Linked DNA regions of Mus musculus: region 1 is linked to region 2. The links are chromatin contacts, called in public Hi-C maps. All regions are on one chromosome and are shown on one strand. The core of a region is the stretch at or near the end of the contact, and the rest is flanking DNA. Distances in the headings are between cores, read along the strand shown. Region 1 has its middle 55 kb from the start of Gm31499. Region 2 has its middle 15 kb from the start of Gm4832.

Region 1 (7,475 bases), core at 4,772-7,271, 100 kb before region 2:
ACCATCAGAAAGGCAACTTACAGCAGGGAAAAATTTGTTTATTTGAGCTTATGGTTCATCCTGATGGGAATGGTGGTGGTGGCAGACATGGTGGTAGGAACAGCTGAGAGCTCACATCTCAAACAGCAAGCAGGAAACAGAGATCAAATTGGGAATGTCACATGGCTTTTAAACCTTGAACCTGCACCCAGTGATGTACTTCTTCAGCAGGGCCACACCTCCTAAGACCCCCCAAAAAGCACCACTAACTAGAGACCAAGAGTTCAAATGTCTGAGAGTATGTAGGGCACCTCATTCAAACCACAGGAGATCAGCAGTAGAGCAGTAGCCTAGCATGCTTGAAATCCTGGGTTCAATCACACACACACACACACACACACACACACACACACACACACACACACACACACACACACACACACACACACACACACACACACACACACACACACACACACACACAAAAGCAAAGGTAAGACAGTAAGGAGAGAGATAATTTATAAGAAGAATTTTCTTTTTTATAGTGATGAATCTAATATGTACCATTTTTTTTATAACCAGATTTTACAGACACATACATTGTTGCAAAGAAATCCCTTTATATTCCTCTCTTCCCTTACCATTTGTCTCAGTCTGGGTTTCTATTCCTGCACAAACATCATAACCAAGAAGCAAGCTGGGGAGGAAAGGGTTTATTCAGTTTACACTTCCACATTCCACATTGCTGTTCATCACCAAAGGAAGTCAGGACTGGAGCTCAAGCAGGGCATGAAGCAGGAGCTGATGCAGAGGCCATGGAGGGATGTTCTTTACTGGCTTGCTTCCCCTGGCTTGCTCAGCCTGTTCTTTTATAGAACCCAAGACTGCCAGCCCAGAGATGGTCCCACCCACAAGAGGCCTTTCCCCCTTGATCACTAATTGAGAAAATGCCCCACAGCTGGATCTCATGGGGGCATTTCCCCAACTGAAGCTCCTTTCTCTGTGATACCTCCAGCTGTGTCAAGTTGACACAAAACTAGCCAGTATACCATCCTAAATAAGTACTCATGAAAAGTATACAGGTGTGCTTGCTATTCATGTACTAGCATGTTGTGACTTTTAAGAGCATAAATTAGAATCTGCTCGTGTCTTACAACTTCATATTTCAATATATTAATCTATCTTAAGTATTTTGTGTATCAGCCTATTTTTAGTTTCTTACTTTTAGTTACAACTTAGTATTCCATTTAAGAAGTTCCATAATTTACTTAAACAGGGCTCTCTTACTCCCCACCCTCCCCTCCCCTCCCTCTTCCTCCTCCCTCTTCCTCTTTCTTCCTTGTTCTCTTTGACCTACTGCCTCTAGCTCTCTGCTCTTTGGCTGTCATGAGATGAGCATCTTTCTTCCACATACCCTTCTACCACTATACTCAGCCTCAAACCTTAAACAATGGAGCCAACCAAACAGCAAAGCAAATCTCTGAAACTGTGAGCTTACAGCTGTCTTCCTCCCTTAAGTTCATTGTCTGGGTATCCTGTCTCAGTGTCAGATAATTGACTAACACCGATTTAAGAAGTTCCCTGCCTGAGGGCTGCTCAGACACAGGAACATGGCTGATTTCTTACAATGTTAACAACTCCCCCAGCTGCTTCTGTGAATTCCCATACTATTCTAATGGATTTGAACTTGTTTCTCTCAGAGTTTCAAGTGTATTGTCATATTATATACAACTTACCTCACCTCTTGCAATACATATGACTTTGGTTGGTTCCCCCCTCTTCTACACTTTTTTTTTTAAACAGAGGCCCCCTGTCATGCCCAGGCTAGTCATTAAACAACCAACAAAATTTTGGGTGCAGTGACCCGCGCCTGTACTCCTAGCTGTTCAGGGGGGTGAGGTAAAAGCTTTTCTTGCTCCCAGGAGTTAAGCAAGTTTAGCTTCATTGTTTTCCAGAAAAGAATATTGAGCAATGGGAATAATAATGGACAGTCTTGTTTTGTTGATTTTGTTTGCTTGGCTTTGGGTTTTTGTTGTTGTTGTAGCTGTTGTTTCAAGACAGGGTTTCTCTGTGTGGCCCTGGCTGTCCTGGAACTCACTCTGTAAATCAGGCTGGCCTCTAACTCAGAGATTTCTCTACCTCTGCCTCCAGAGCTGGAATTAAAGGCAATGAACCACCACCTGGGTTGTTTCGTTTATTTTTTTTTAAAGATTTATTTATTTATTTATTTATTTATTTATTTATTTATTTATTTAATGTATGTGAGTACACTGTAGCTGTCTTCAGACACACCAGAAGAGGGGCATCAGATCCCATTACAGATGGTCGTGAGCCACCATGCAGTTGTTAGGAATTGAACTCAGGACCTCTGAAAGAGCGGTCAGTGCTCTTAATCACTGAACCATCTCTCCAGCCCTTGTTTTGTTGATTTTAATGGTAACATTTCCATTGTTTTTCTGTTAATTATGATGTTGGGTCATAACATGACTCAGGGCAAATGTACCTGTCGCCCTGTGGAGGTATTCTAGTATTCTTACATTTTACAAAGAACTTTAACTGCTATATGCAACCTGATTCCTAGGTTATGTGTGACCTGAAGCAAGATTTTTAGCTTTGCTAGGCATTAGCAACCTCAGTTATAAATGAAGAAGATAGATAGTTCTTGGGTCATTGAGCGATAGAGGGGGCTAAGTGAGAAGATGTATACAAACACATCAGAGAGAGTCCATTATACAATAAGTGCAAAATAAGTGTTCTCAGAAGTGTTATTTTACTGTGGGTGGATGTTCAAATTTATTACATTCTTATTATATATCTTTTAAGGCAATCATGGCTTTTCCCCTTTGACTATTCATACAGTGAATTACACTAATAGGTTTGCTAAAATTGAATCAGCCTGAAATGAGTTCCACTTTGTCATAGTGGATTAATGGATTCTATTCGTTAATAGTTTAATTGGATTTTTTTTTTTACATTATGTTTAGAAACAAGATTACTCTGTTGTTTAGAGGTGCCAAGTGTGCGTGAGTATGTTCAAATTTGTGCAGTGTTTGATGTATTTGTCAATGTTCTACTGCTGTGAAGAGATACCGTGACTCCTATAAAGGGAAGCATTTCATTGGGATTTGCTTAGAGTTTCATAGTTTTAGTCCATTATCATCTTGGCAGGCAGACATGGTGCTAGAGCAGGAGCTGAAGGAAGGCAGCAAGCAGGAAGAGAGAGCCACTGGGTCTGGCTTGGACTTTTAAAACCTCAAAGCTCAGTGACATTTTTCCTCCAGCAAGGCCACACCTCCTAATTATTTCAAATAGTGCCTCTCCCTAAGCACTCACATCTTTGAGCCCGTGGGACCATTCTTCTTCAGCCTACCACAGTTTGGGTACCTGATGTCTACACAGTGAGGATTTGTAGTATCGAGAAGCGTTAGGAGCAAGAACACTACTTTTGTAGGCAGTCAGGGTTACAGGCCCAAGGAAAACAAAATATCAATACATCTGGTAGCACCAACAGACAGCTCCCAAAGAACTGAGGTTTTATTACCAACTCCCTGATTGATGAGCTCTGTCTGACTCAAGATGTGGGGTGATCAGCAGCTCCATTTCTTTTTACTTCCTGGCTCGCTTTTCCCTGTGCCTTTTTACCCAACCCACCCAGCAACCAATCAATATCTCCCACACCACAGGGTCAAGCTAAGTAGTAAGGTTTATTTCAAATCAATGCCTTCTTTATATGCAGTAGGAGCTAGTCACACTCCTTCCAAACACACAGGAGGGCCCTGGGTCTCCAGTATGGTTTAGCAACCCTCCCCGATACAGGTAGCTCTCTCTGCACTGCTCAATGAACCTCACTTGCTTGCTCTTCTGACATTCTTGTTCGTCATTCCACATGGTCACAAGCCACTGTCACAGGGCAACTTTGGTGGCTGCTGAGTTTTCTGGCACCTAAACCCACCAAGAGCAAAAAACCAGATCCATAGTGATGGAAACAAAACACAGGGCACAACAGACCTATCTCAACAGGGCAATTACTTTTTGTGAAAGGAGTTCTTCATGACCCCAACCACGCTACAAAGCACACAGGGTCAGGAAATTCAAACTGTGTCTTTCCTCCGTTGCCTAGGTCCAATGTCACAGGCTTTTGAGATTGGCTAGTTTTAAAATAGAAACAAAGAAAACGAAGGAAAGGGGAATGTAGAGAAGGCTTAGGCTATCAAGTTCTAATAATTCAGAGGGGTCTTTGTGTAAATTTCTGAATGGGGAGATTATAAGATTTGAATCTCTTTGCATAGAAGTATGATCTATGAGGGCTGGTAAGATGGCTCAGTGGGTAAGAGCACTGACTGTTCCTCCAAAGGTCCTGAGTTCAAATCCCAGCAACCACATGGTGGCTCACAACCACCGGTAATGAGATCTGATACCCTCTTCTGGTGCGTCTGAAGTCAGCTACGGTGTGCTTGTGTATAATAATGAATAAATCTTTAAAAATAAAAAAAAAAGAAGAAAAAAGTATGATCCATGAACGATAGATAAAACAAACACAAGAACATTTCTTATGGTAGCTGTCAAAGAACCCCACAAAATTGTGTTGTGTGTAACATGTATGTGTGCAGGCATATCTGTATCTATGTACAGTGTGGTGTGTGTGGTGTGTGTGATGTGTTGTATAACTGTGGGAGTGGACAGTGTTTGTGTGCAGTGTGTAATGTTTGTGATCTTTGTGAAGTTAGGACATCATGGCTGTGTTGGCTTCATACAATAAGTAAGGGTATTTTTTATGCACTGGATAAGTTAAATCACAAAAAGAACACTTCTTCCTCAAAGGTTTAAAATTAGTAACTTGTTGAGTGATCTGAGACTAAGTAGCCCTGTCAATTTCTTCCACAAATTGCATTTAAAAAAAAATCTGAGTCAATTTTAGTAAGAATGTCTTTGAAAATCATCCATTCATTCTTGTGTATTAGAAAATTAGAAACAGCTGTTTTGGATATAATATCAAATAATAGTGCGGTATATTAAAAAGCTGTCCTCAAGTTAGTATGCAGAAAAAGAGAAGGGTTGAGGAGCAATTTTGGCACTGAGAACACCATAAAATGGTCAGCAGGGGAACAGGTCCCCCTAGGAAACTGCTTTATCTTTGACAAATAAAAATAGAAAAATATGGGTTCGGTGTATGGTGTAGATAGGTGGTAAAGAAGCACTCAAAAGTGACTATGATTCCGATCGGGGGACTAAATTCTTCTAACATGGCTACTCTTGCTTTCTCCGGCCTCACTGGCACTCTGGCTTTGTGTAATCAGAAAGACTTCATAGAGAGGCCACATGAACAAAAGAGAAAAGATTCCTAAAGACCGAACTCTTTAAGTGCCCACCTGAATCCTTGCTGAGTGGGAAAGTAGTGTAGTTTTCAGACTTGGGGAGCACTGGACCTATGTCCTTCCTGGGCGCACAGTTCCCTTCTTCCACTCTGAGCTTGAGAAGATGGTACGTTAGGATGTGCACAGAGGTCCAAGCATTCCCTGGCCCCTCATGATTGATGCCTTGCTTAATTTCTCGAAATCTCTTCCTTGGCTTTGGTCTGTCCAGAATCCGGGAAGCTCTGCTCTTGGGCTACACATTGGTGACAGTCCCGCCCTGACATTATGGGCCACTTCTTGAATATGGAGGCTGGAAGACCAATCTTAAACTCTCAAAGAGCTTAGACAGGAACTTAGCATGAATGTCCCATTCCCAACAGTGACAGTCCAGTTACTTTGTGTTGCCATTGTTTCCAGAGAATGCATCTGTCCCAGGTCCTCCAGAGAACCTTAAAATGAAATGGGCTTTTTATTTGGTTGGCTTTGCAGTCAATCGGAGCTGTAAGAACGGCAAGGGGTGTCACACCTGGAGAAATGGGTCCCTGAAGCCTGTGAGAGGATGCTGCGGGCACAGCGCGTTGTGATGGTTGATTTTATGTCAACCCGACTAGGCCGCCGGGAGTGCACTGCTAAGCTGTGGATCTTTTTCCTGGCTCCTCAGGGCAGACTCACTGGCTCTGTGATTCCTCAGACAGTTCTCTGGGGTGTTTCTGGGTTTCCAGTGATCACATGTGCTCGTGAAAAGAGGTTTTAGAGCCAGGCAGGCCTTGATCCAAAATTACAGACATGCCAAGTTTTCTGTAACCTTGAACTGGCTCTGAAACCTTTCTGAGCTGATATTCCATCGTCTACAAAGGCAGTCTGGCAGATGGAGTTTGCACAGATATCGGGAGGATTAAAGACAGTGCACAGGGTGTCTGCCATGCTGTAATGTTAGTTCTTAGGTCAGTCTCATATTTTTTTAAAAATATAAAATGAAAGAGCCAGGGACCTCCTGGACAGTGTCTCGCACTAAGATTACTGAGGTCTTCTGCCTCTGCCACTAAAAAGGAAACAAAGTTTGGGATCAAAATGAAAATCATCCAACATTCTAATACGGGGGATTGCACTAAAAATTATAAACTGCTGCCATGAGAAGCAGAATGCTCTGTAGATATTTGTTTAATATCTATTGGCACAGAACCACTGCACCATTCCATCAAGATAGTCTGGACTTGGAATCAATGCATCCATCCAGTTGTTTACATGATTCCCTTGGAATGTACAGAGGTGGACCCTTACCCTCCCACTTTCAGGCATCGGGCACTCAGCAGAGGGCATCAGAGTTGTGTGTGCTTAGTGGCCCTCTCTGTGAGGGAAGGGTTGCAAATTCTTGGACACTCCTCCAATAGAGAAACGAGCTTCAGTTCCCCTCCCCTTGACTCTGAGCCACCCAGCGGAGTGCAATGGAAGGAAAGTTATGCTGGTTCTGGGCCTAAACCCTGAGTGGCTGTTCTGCCAGGAAGATCACATGGAGATGCCATGACACTACATGGAGAAGAAGAGGACCCAGCCAAGCCAGCCATCCAGGCATTCCAGTTAAAGACCCAGGAAGGTTAGAAAATCCACTGTGGACCCTCCGAGCCAGAGCAGCGGCAGCTGAGTACCACTGCACAGTTCCAGCCAACGCCTGGTTGAACAGAAGAATCTTTGACTGGGAGCAGAAGTGTGTGTGACCCCAAAACAATGAAATACAAAATGGCTACTATTTCCAGACACTGAATGTGGTTTTGTTTATGTTTATTTTTCAATACCAATAAATGACCCTGAAGTAAAAGTGTGCCCTTGGGACTGCCTTTGTGAGGAGCCCACACAGAATTGGAAATGACTCAGTCCATTGGATCCTTTATTACACAGAGATTATACATATCCTTTTTTTGCTTGCTCACCAGAGGAGACTCAGGGTGGGTATGTAGGTAGGGGTGACACCCAAAGGCTGCCTCTCTGATTCAAATAGAAACTGACTGGTCAACTCCACCCCTTTGCCCTTGATCATCATCTTAAAATCTGCAACAATAAGGCTATGGAGAGGAAGAAAAATGTCATGTGGAAAGACAACCAAGAGGCAGGTTCAGATTGGTTGGCATCTAGGCAGAAGTCAGG
Region 2 (6,862 bases), core at 79-2,578:
CAAGGTGTGGAAGTTGCAGTGGCTCTGTGTCAACACTTGGTGCTCTCAGACCTTAAGATTCTAGCTATTCTGGTGACAGGCATATTCTCTGTGCTTGCACGGACCCGTTATTTAGTCCTCCCTTTGTGGTTTTGATATGACTCTCCCCATCTGCTCAGGTCTGCTTATTTTCATACCCACTACGTTGAACGGTATGGAAATATCTCCGTCCACTCTGCAAGTTCCTCTTTTTCACTCTCATAACAGTATTGCTGCATTAACAGAAGTTTTAAGACCTTTAGTGCCGTCACAAATGGCTGGTACTTTTTATAAGACCTGCTGACGTCATCTCTGCCCACTCCAAGCATGTACAGATGCTCCTCTGGGGCCCTTTTCTCTAGTACTTTGTGGTTTACTCTTCTACAATTAGACGTATGTGATCCAGTCAGGCAGAGAGGGGCTCAGATACCTTGTATATTAAACAAATAATGATCTGCCCAGCGCCTCACAATGGCAAGACATCTTTTACAGAATTCCAGACGCACAGCGCCACACCAGGCTTGTGCGCTTGCACAGTGAAATAGTAGCATCTATTTTTTTTTTCCTGATTGCTATGTGCCAGTTCCTCATTGGCAAGCATTTTAACCTTTTATTCATGTTATAAGTACTTTCCCATGTATCATCTGACTTGGACTTATTTATAGTTTCTCTTGCTGTAGAGAAGTATTACATTTTTATGAAATGAAGTGTATTCATGATTTTGCTTACTAACCTTACTCCTATTATTTTTATACCTAGGAAATCTTTTCCTAATCCCCATGAAGTTTAAATATAATGGGAATATTCACAATGTAGATGATATGTAACCACATGAATGTAAATATTATTTCCTATAATATATCCAAAACCCTTCATTTTCTAGAATAAAGGAATTGAAATTCAAGCCTAAAGGTGGAGAGAATATGTCTGAATTTTAAATTGCAACTTCTGGCAAAGTGTTGGCTGTCTTCCTTAAATCCCACCAGCACAGCTCTTTTATCTCAGGTAGAAAAGAATGTTCCCACCTGTAGCTATGGAGCAAAAATGGCTGTGGTGACTTATAGGGGACCTCAGACCCACAGTCATGCCAAGAAAACAAGCAGAACGTAATGACAGCTAATTCAGGGTAATGAGGACAGAGCTAAGGACTTTCTTTGATGGGAGCAAGGGTAGGAGGTCAGCGGAAGTCCCATCCCCCACTTCTACCCTGCCCCGGAACTCTGTGTGGGGGAAGGTGGGTAGAATACACCCTGGAAAGCCCATTTTGGGTGAAACTTGGTGACAAAGCTTTCTGTGTTGCCACACCTGCTGGGGTGGAACTTCCTACTGAGTCACCCGTGCACCCACGAGTAACTCATACTCTCGTATGTGACCCCAGTAAGTTCATGGGTTCACCAGCCGGGGGGGTGAGTGGAATAGCTTGTTTATGCCTGTCACTGTTGTATCTGGGCTGAACAAATGTTTCTTGATATCTCTCCAGAAAAAGTCATGTAATTCACTTTATGGGATTTGTCTGGACAGAGGATTGTCCCAGCCAATGCAGTGGCTTTCTTGTGTCCAGTTTTCCAAGTCTCTGGTTTCAATGACTAGAGCTGAAACTGCCAGCCAGTGGACCTTCGTGCTGCACAAGTTACCAGCGTAGAAGTCACCAGAGTAGTCAAGTACCTGCCAGACAGCAGCTTTCAGCAGCTGTGGCTCATGGGGCTGCCTGGGAACTACCAGTCAAATTAGGTGGTTTTACTGCGCCTGCTCAACACGGTAGTGATCTCATCTCACAGAGTTCTTGCTCACTGCTCTGGAAGCACAGTGAAAAGACCCATAACTTGGCTATTTAAGGTGGGTTTGGTGTTTTGTTTGATTTTGGGTTTTTTTGTTTGTTTTTGTTTTGTTGAGACAGTGTTTCCTTTTTTGTGTAGCCCTGGCTGTCCTGGTAGTTACTCTGTAGACCAGGCTGTCTTTGAACTCCCAGAGATCTGCCTGCCTCTGCCTCCCACCTGCTGGGATTACAGACATGTGCCACCACTGCCCAGCTTGTGATTGTTATAAAAGCAACGCTTTAAGTGACTCTAGAGAGAGGTAGGATAGAAGCCTTGGTGGGGTTGGAAATGTGGTTTTCATTCGGGCTTAATTTTGATCCTGTGCTTGGGTTTTGTTTTTTGGTTTTTTTTTTTTTTTTTTTTTTTCCTTTGCAGGAGAAATAAAGGAAAGGCATAAGCCCCTCTTGGCACAACGTCTGTTGTGTTTAGTTCATGGCCAAAGACAGTTTTATGGGAAAGTCTGCTGTGCGCCAGCAAAGCATTTTCTTTTCCTCCATCCATAGTTTTAAAAACAAAAACATTTAACTAAAATAAAATCTCCCACCTCCCCATGAAAAGAAGGGGGTGGGGGAGAGAAGGAAATCGCAGCAACGTGCTCTAATGCGAAACGTTTCAGATTTTAGTCTTTCCAAAACAAATAACGCAGAGGATTGATCACAGCTATGGGACACTTAAACCTCAGCTTTCTGCTGGTTGATGTCCCGTCCTGCTCTCTTTGGTGGACAGCCAAGAGGACGAACACTGGAAAGGCTGAGAGATGAGCATCTCCTTTGGCTCTCCCAGATGGCTCTCGAAATGCCTAGGGTTTTTGTCTTGTTTTGTTTTGTTTTCTAAAATAAGTCAATTTAGATGGAAGCATATTTTTTTCCTCTCCTTTTCTTAAAAGTATGTTAAATCAGAGGCTGAAGAGAGAGCTCAGCAGTTAACAATGCTTGTTGTTCTTGCAGAGGACCCAGGTTCAGTTCCCAGCACCCAAGGGTGACTTGTAACCATGTGTAACTACAGTTCCAGAGGCGCCAATGTCTGTACTGTGTATTACCTCTGTAGCCATCAGGCACACACACACATACCTGCAGGCAAAGCCCTCATACCCATAAAATAAGTGAACTTTTACGTTTTTAAAGTTATGTTAAGTCATTTCAGCTGTGTTTTAGTTGCTGATTTCTTGATGGGAAGAGACACCATGACAAGGAAACTCTTAGAACTTAGTTGCAAGTTTGCTTACAGTTGCAGAGAGCGAGTCCTTGGATATCACTGTGGGGAGCAGAAGAGCAGTAGGGAGGACATTGTATCTTGATCCTCAGGCAGCAGGGTGGGGATGGGGGAGGGGGGAGCCACGGAGGGAGGGAGGGAGGGAGGGAGGGAGGGAGGGAGGGAGGGGAGAGAGGGAAAGACACAGAGCGAGGGAGGGAGAAAGGGAGGGGAAGGAAGGGAGAGGGGGAGGGAAGGAAAGAGGAAGGGAGAAAGAGAGGTAGAGAGGGAGGGGAAAGGAAGGAGGGAGGGAGGAAGGAGGGAGGGAGGGAGAGAGGGAGGGAGGGAGGGAGGGAGGGAGGGAGGGAGGAAGGAAGAAAGAGAGACTAGGTCTGACATGGACTTTTTGAAACCTCAAAGTCTGGTGAGATGGCTCAGCAGGTAAGAGCACTGACTGCTCTTCCGAAGGTCCTGAGTTCAAATCCCAGCAACCACATGGTGGCTCACAACCACCCGTAATGAGATCTGATGCCCTCTTCTGGTGCATCTGAAGTCAGCTACAGTGTACTCATATACATAAAATAAATAAATAAATCTTTTTTTTTTTTTTAAAGAAACCTCAAAGTCCACCCCAGTGACATACTTCTTCCAACAAGGCCACACCTGAGCCTTCTGAAGGAGTTGTACTTCCCTAGTGACTAAGCACTCAGGTGTACAAACTCATGGAGGCCAATTGCATTCAAACTATCACAAGGTATGACTGGCTCCCCAAACTTGAGAAATAAGATCAGCAGTTCAAGGCTAGCCTGGGCTACATAGTGAAGTCCATGGCAACCTGAACTCTGCAGACCCTGTCTTCATTATGTTAAATCTTATCTGCATATTTACATACAGTCCTGCCTGAGATTGATTGCAGTGAGCAGCAGCCTTTGTTGATTGTTATCTACATCAAAGAAGGTTCCCCAGTGTCCCAGGATGACACCCCTGCCCAAAACCTGAAAGCTTGTACTCAGTTGGGCTAGTGAGTTGGCTTAGCAGGTAAAATTGCTTACCACCACACCTGACAACCCACATTCAATCCCCATAGTCCACATGGTAGAAGTAGTCCCAAGTCCCAGAAGCTGTCCTCTGACTTCCATATGTAACACACACACACACATACACACACACACTCACACACACACTCACACACTCACACACACACACACACACACAGTCACACACACAGCAAAAGCTTTTTAAATGAAACATTTCCAAGATTTTATTTTTTTTTAAAGAATTATTTATTTAATGTATGTGAGTACACTGTGGCTGTACAGATGGATGTGAGCCTTCATGTGGTTGCTGGGAATTAAATTTTTAGGACCTCTGCTGGCTCTGGTCAACCCTGCTCCCTCTGGTCGGCCCCACTTGCTCTGGCCCAAAGATTTATTTATTATTATAAATAAGTACACTGTAGCTGACTTCAGATGCACCAGAAGAGGGCATCAGATCTCATTACGGGTGGTTGTGAGTCATCATGTGGTTGCTGGGATTTGAACTCAGGACCTCTGGAAGAGCAGTCAGACTCTTACCCGCTGAGCCATCTCACCAGCCCCAAGATTTTATTTTTAAAACACTTTGTGTGTGTGTGTGTGTGTGAGAGAGAGAGAGAGAGAGAGAGAGAGCTTCATTTACACCAGGCAAGCTTTCTACCACAGAGCTATAGCCCACACCCTGAATTTCTGGTTTAAAAACAGAGAAGTCAGCCAAGCGAGGTGGTCCACACCTTTTCCAGCACTCAGGAGGTGAGGGATGCAGATCTCTGAGTTTGAGGTCAGACTGGTCTATATAATGAGTTCCAGGACAGCCTGGACTACACAGAGATCCTATTTCAAAAAAAACAAAACAAAACAAAACAAAACAAAACAAAGAACAACAATAAAACAGAGAAGCTGAGACCTGGAGAGATGGTCCAGTGGTTAAGAGTACTTGCTGCTCTTGGTGAGAACCTAGCTTAGACTCCCAGGACTCACATGGTGGCTCACAAGTGGCTGTAATTCCAGTACCAAGGGATCCTGTGCCCTCTTCTGGCCTCTGTGGGCACCAGGCATGTACTTGGTGAGCATAACTATAAGCAGGCAAAAACTCAAACAAAAGAGGGGGGTGGGGACAAAAAGAAAAGGATTTATTTACAAAGGCTTTGAAGAGGGAGGGATGCGCCTAGGCTTTAACTACAGCTCATCACTTGCCAATCCCTTCTTCATACTAATAATGACAAGTCTAATAATAATAACTATAACATTTAAAGAGTACTCAATTAATCCTCACAGTGGTTCCCATGAGGTAATTACACATATGTAAGGGTGATTTTGACCATAATTAACAAGTGATAGGAGCAACCAAACAGAACACAAAACAGATGTGTAACTGGCTGAATGGAATCCTGGGCTGGAGAGAAGGCCTGTAATGAAGAGACTTGAGCTTGCTCTCAGCGCCTGATCTGGTGCCTGCATCTCTGGCTCCAGCAGATCTGCACCCTCCAGCCCCCACAGACACCTGCTCTGCTGTGCACACACACCCCCACTAAAGTCTTCATAAAGAAGAAAATCCTCCTAGATCACACAAACGAGACACACAGCAGGGCTGGGATTTTACGTATGCTTCCAACCCCAGAGCCCACATCCTAGACACTCAGCGGCGTATTCTCCCACAGACCAAAGAGATGTTGCTCTCCTCACACGTTTCCACTCCTACCAGCTGTCAAATCACAAGCACACCTGAGCACAAGCAACCTGGTCATACCATTTCCAAAAACACAAGGGGCCACTGTTGTATAGAGAGTGTCCAGTATGCTTGTGCTCACAAGGGAAAATAATTTACATTGGGCCAGAAGGAGGCAGCACATAACCTTTGGCTAGTACGCTTGAGGCTGAGACAGGAAGATGACAAGTTTAAGGCTACCTTGGGTCACATCATATAAGAAACTGTTTCAGAAGAGAAAGTAGAGAGAGAAAGAGAGACAGACAGAGACAGAGACAGAGACAGAGACAGAGACAGAGACAGAGACAGAGACAGAGACAGAGTCAGAGTCAGAGTCAGAGTCAGAGAGAAGTCTTTCAGAAGATGTGAATCCCTTTGGCTCCTTCAGACTTGCTGTTTCTCCTCTGTCCCTACAGTTCACTCTCCCACCTCCCCTTCACCCACCACCACCACCACCACCACTCCTGCCCCCATTCAGGTCTCTGCTCAAAGCCTTCCTAGCCACCATCCAATTAACATATCTGCTCTGCCCTTACTTTCTCTTGTCTTTATTTTTTTTTCTCAACAGTATGTATCATTATTGGATATACGATTCTTTGAGTTTATTTGTTGTTTTCATCCCTAATTAGAATATGCACGCCACAGAACCAAGGCCTCTGGATTATCAGTTGCTGTATCCTCCTTATTTTTTAGATGTATTTATATTTTTATTTGATGTGTCTGTGTAGAGTGTACTACATGTAAGCAGGTCCCCAAGGAGGCCAGAAGAATGACTCAGCTCCCCTGGAGGTGGAGTTACAGGCGGTTGTGAGCTGCCTGACCTGGCTGCTGGACATCGAACCTCGCCTCTCTGGAAGAATAGCAAGCACTCGGAACCACGGAAGCATCTCTCCAGCAGCAGAGCTTTGTGAGTGAATGAATGCCACTCAGTGGATAAAGGTCACAAAGTTCAGTAATAAAAACAGTAGATTAGACTCAGAGGTGGACTGGAGCTCTAGCTCAGCCGCTTACTCTACTGTACAGTCAAGTTAACCGGAAAAGGCTCCAGAGCCGCAGGAAGTCCAGAGACAGTGTAACCAACCGCAGAGCCAAGG

What was found. A called contact is a pair of places that touch in the nucleus more often than the background predicts.
Region 1: a Hi-C map of uterus shows a contact between it and region 2, with 2.7 times the contacts expected there. The contact joins two enhancer-like sites. A contact is called at or near these places in 2 of 15 datasets of contacts at CTCF or cohesin (CD8 T cells and the NIH/3T3 cell line), 4 of 484 Hi-C or Micro-C datasets (the G1E-ER4 cell line, muscle stem cells and uterus) and 2 of 115 datasets of contacts at active chromatin or transcription factors (CD8 T cells and astrocytes).

What each region holds. Positions count from the first base shown.
Region 1 is chr17:88,213,552-88,221,026 of GRCm38.p6, reverse strand. No RefSeq gene overlaps it. Among named protein-coding and RNA genes, the nearest start is that of Gm31499, 55 kb to the right of the region's middle. Within about 2 kb of position 6,021, at least 9 of the 459 cell types and tissues checked have an H3K27ac peak or open chromatin away from gene starts, as enhancers often do. A contact at or near this core is called in muscle stem cells and uterus, where this site is marked.
Region 2 is chr17:88,106,912-88,113,773 of GRCm38.p6, reverse strand. No RefSeq gene overlaps it. Among named protein-coding and RNA genes, the nearest start is that of Gm4832, 15 kb to the left of the region's middle. Within about 2 kb of position 1,328, at least 139 of the 459 cell types and tissues checked have an H3K27ac peak or open chromatin away from gene starts, as enhancers often do. A contact at or near this core is called in muscle stem cells and uterus, where this site is marked.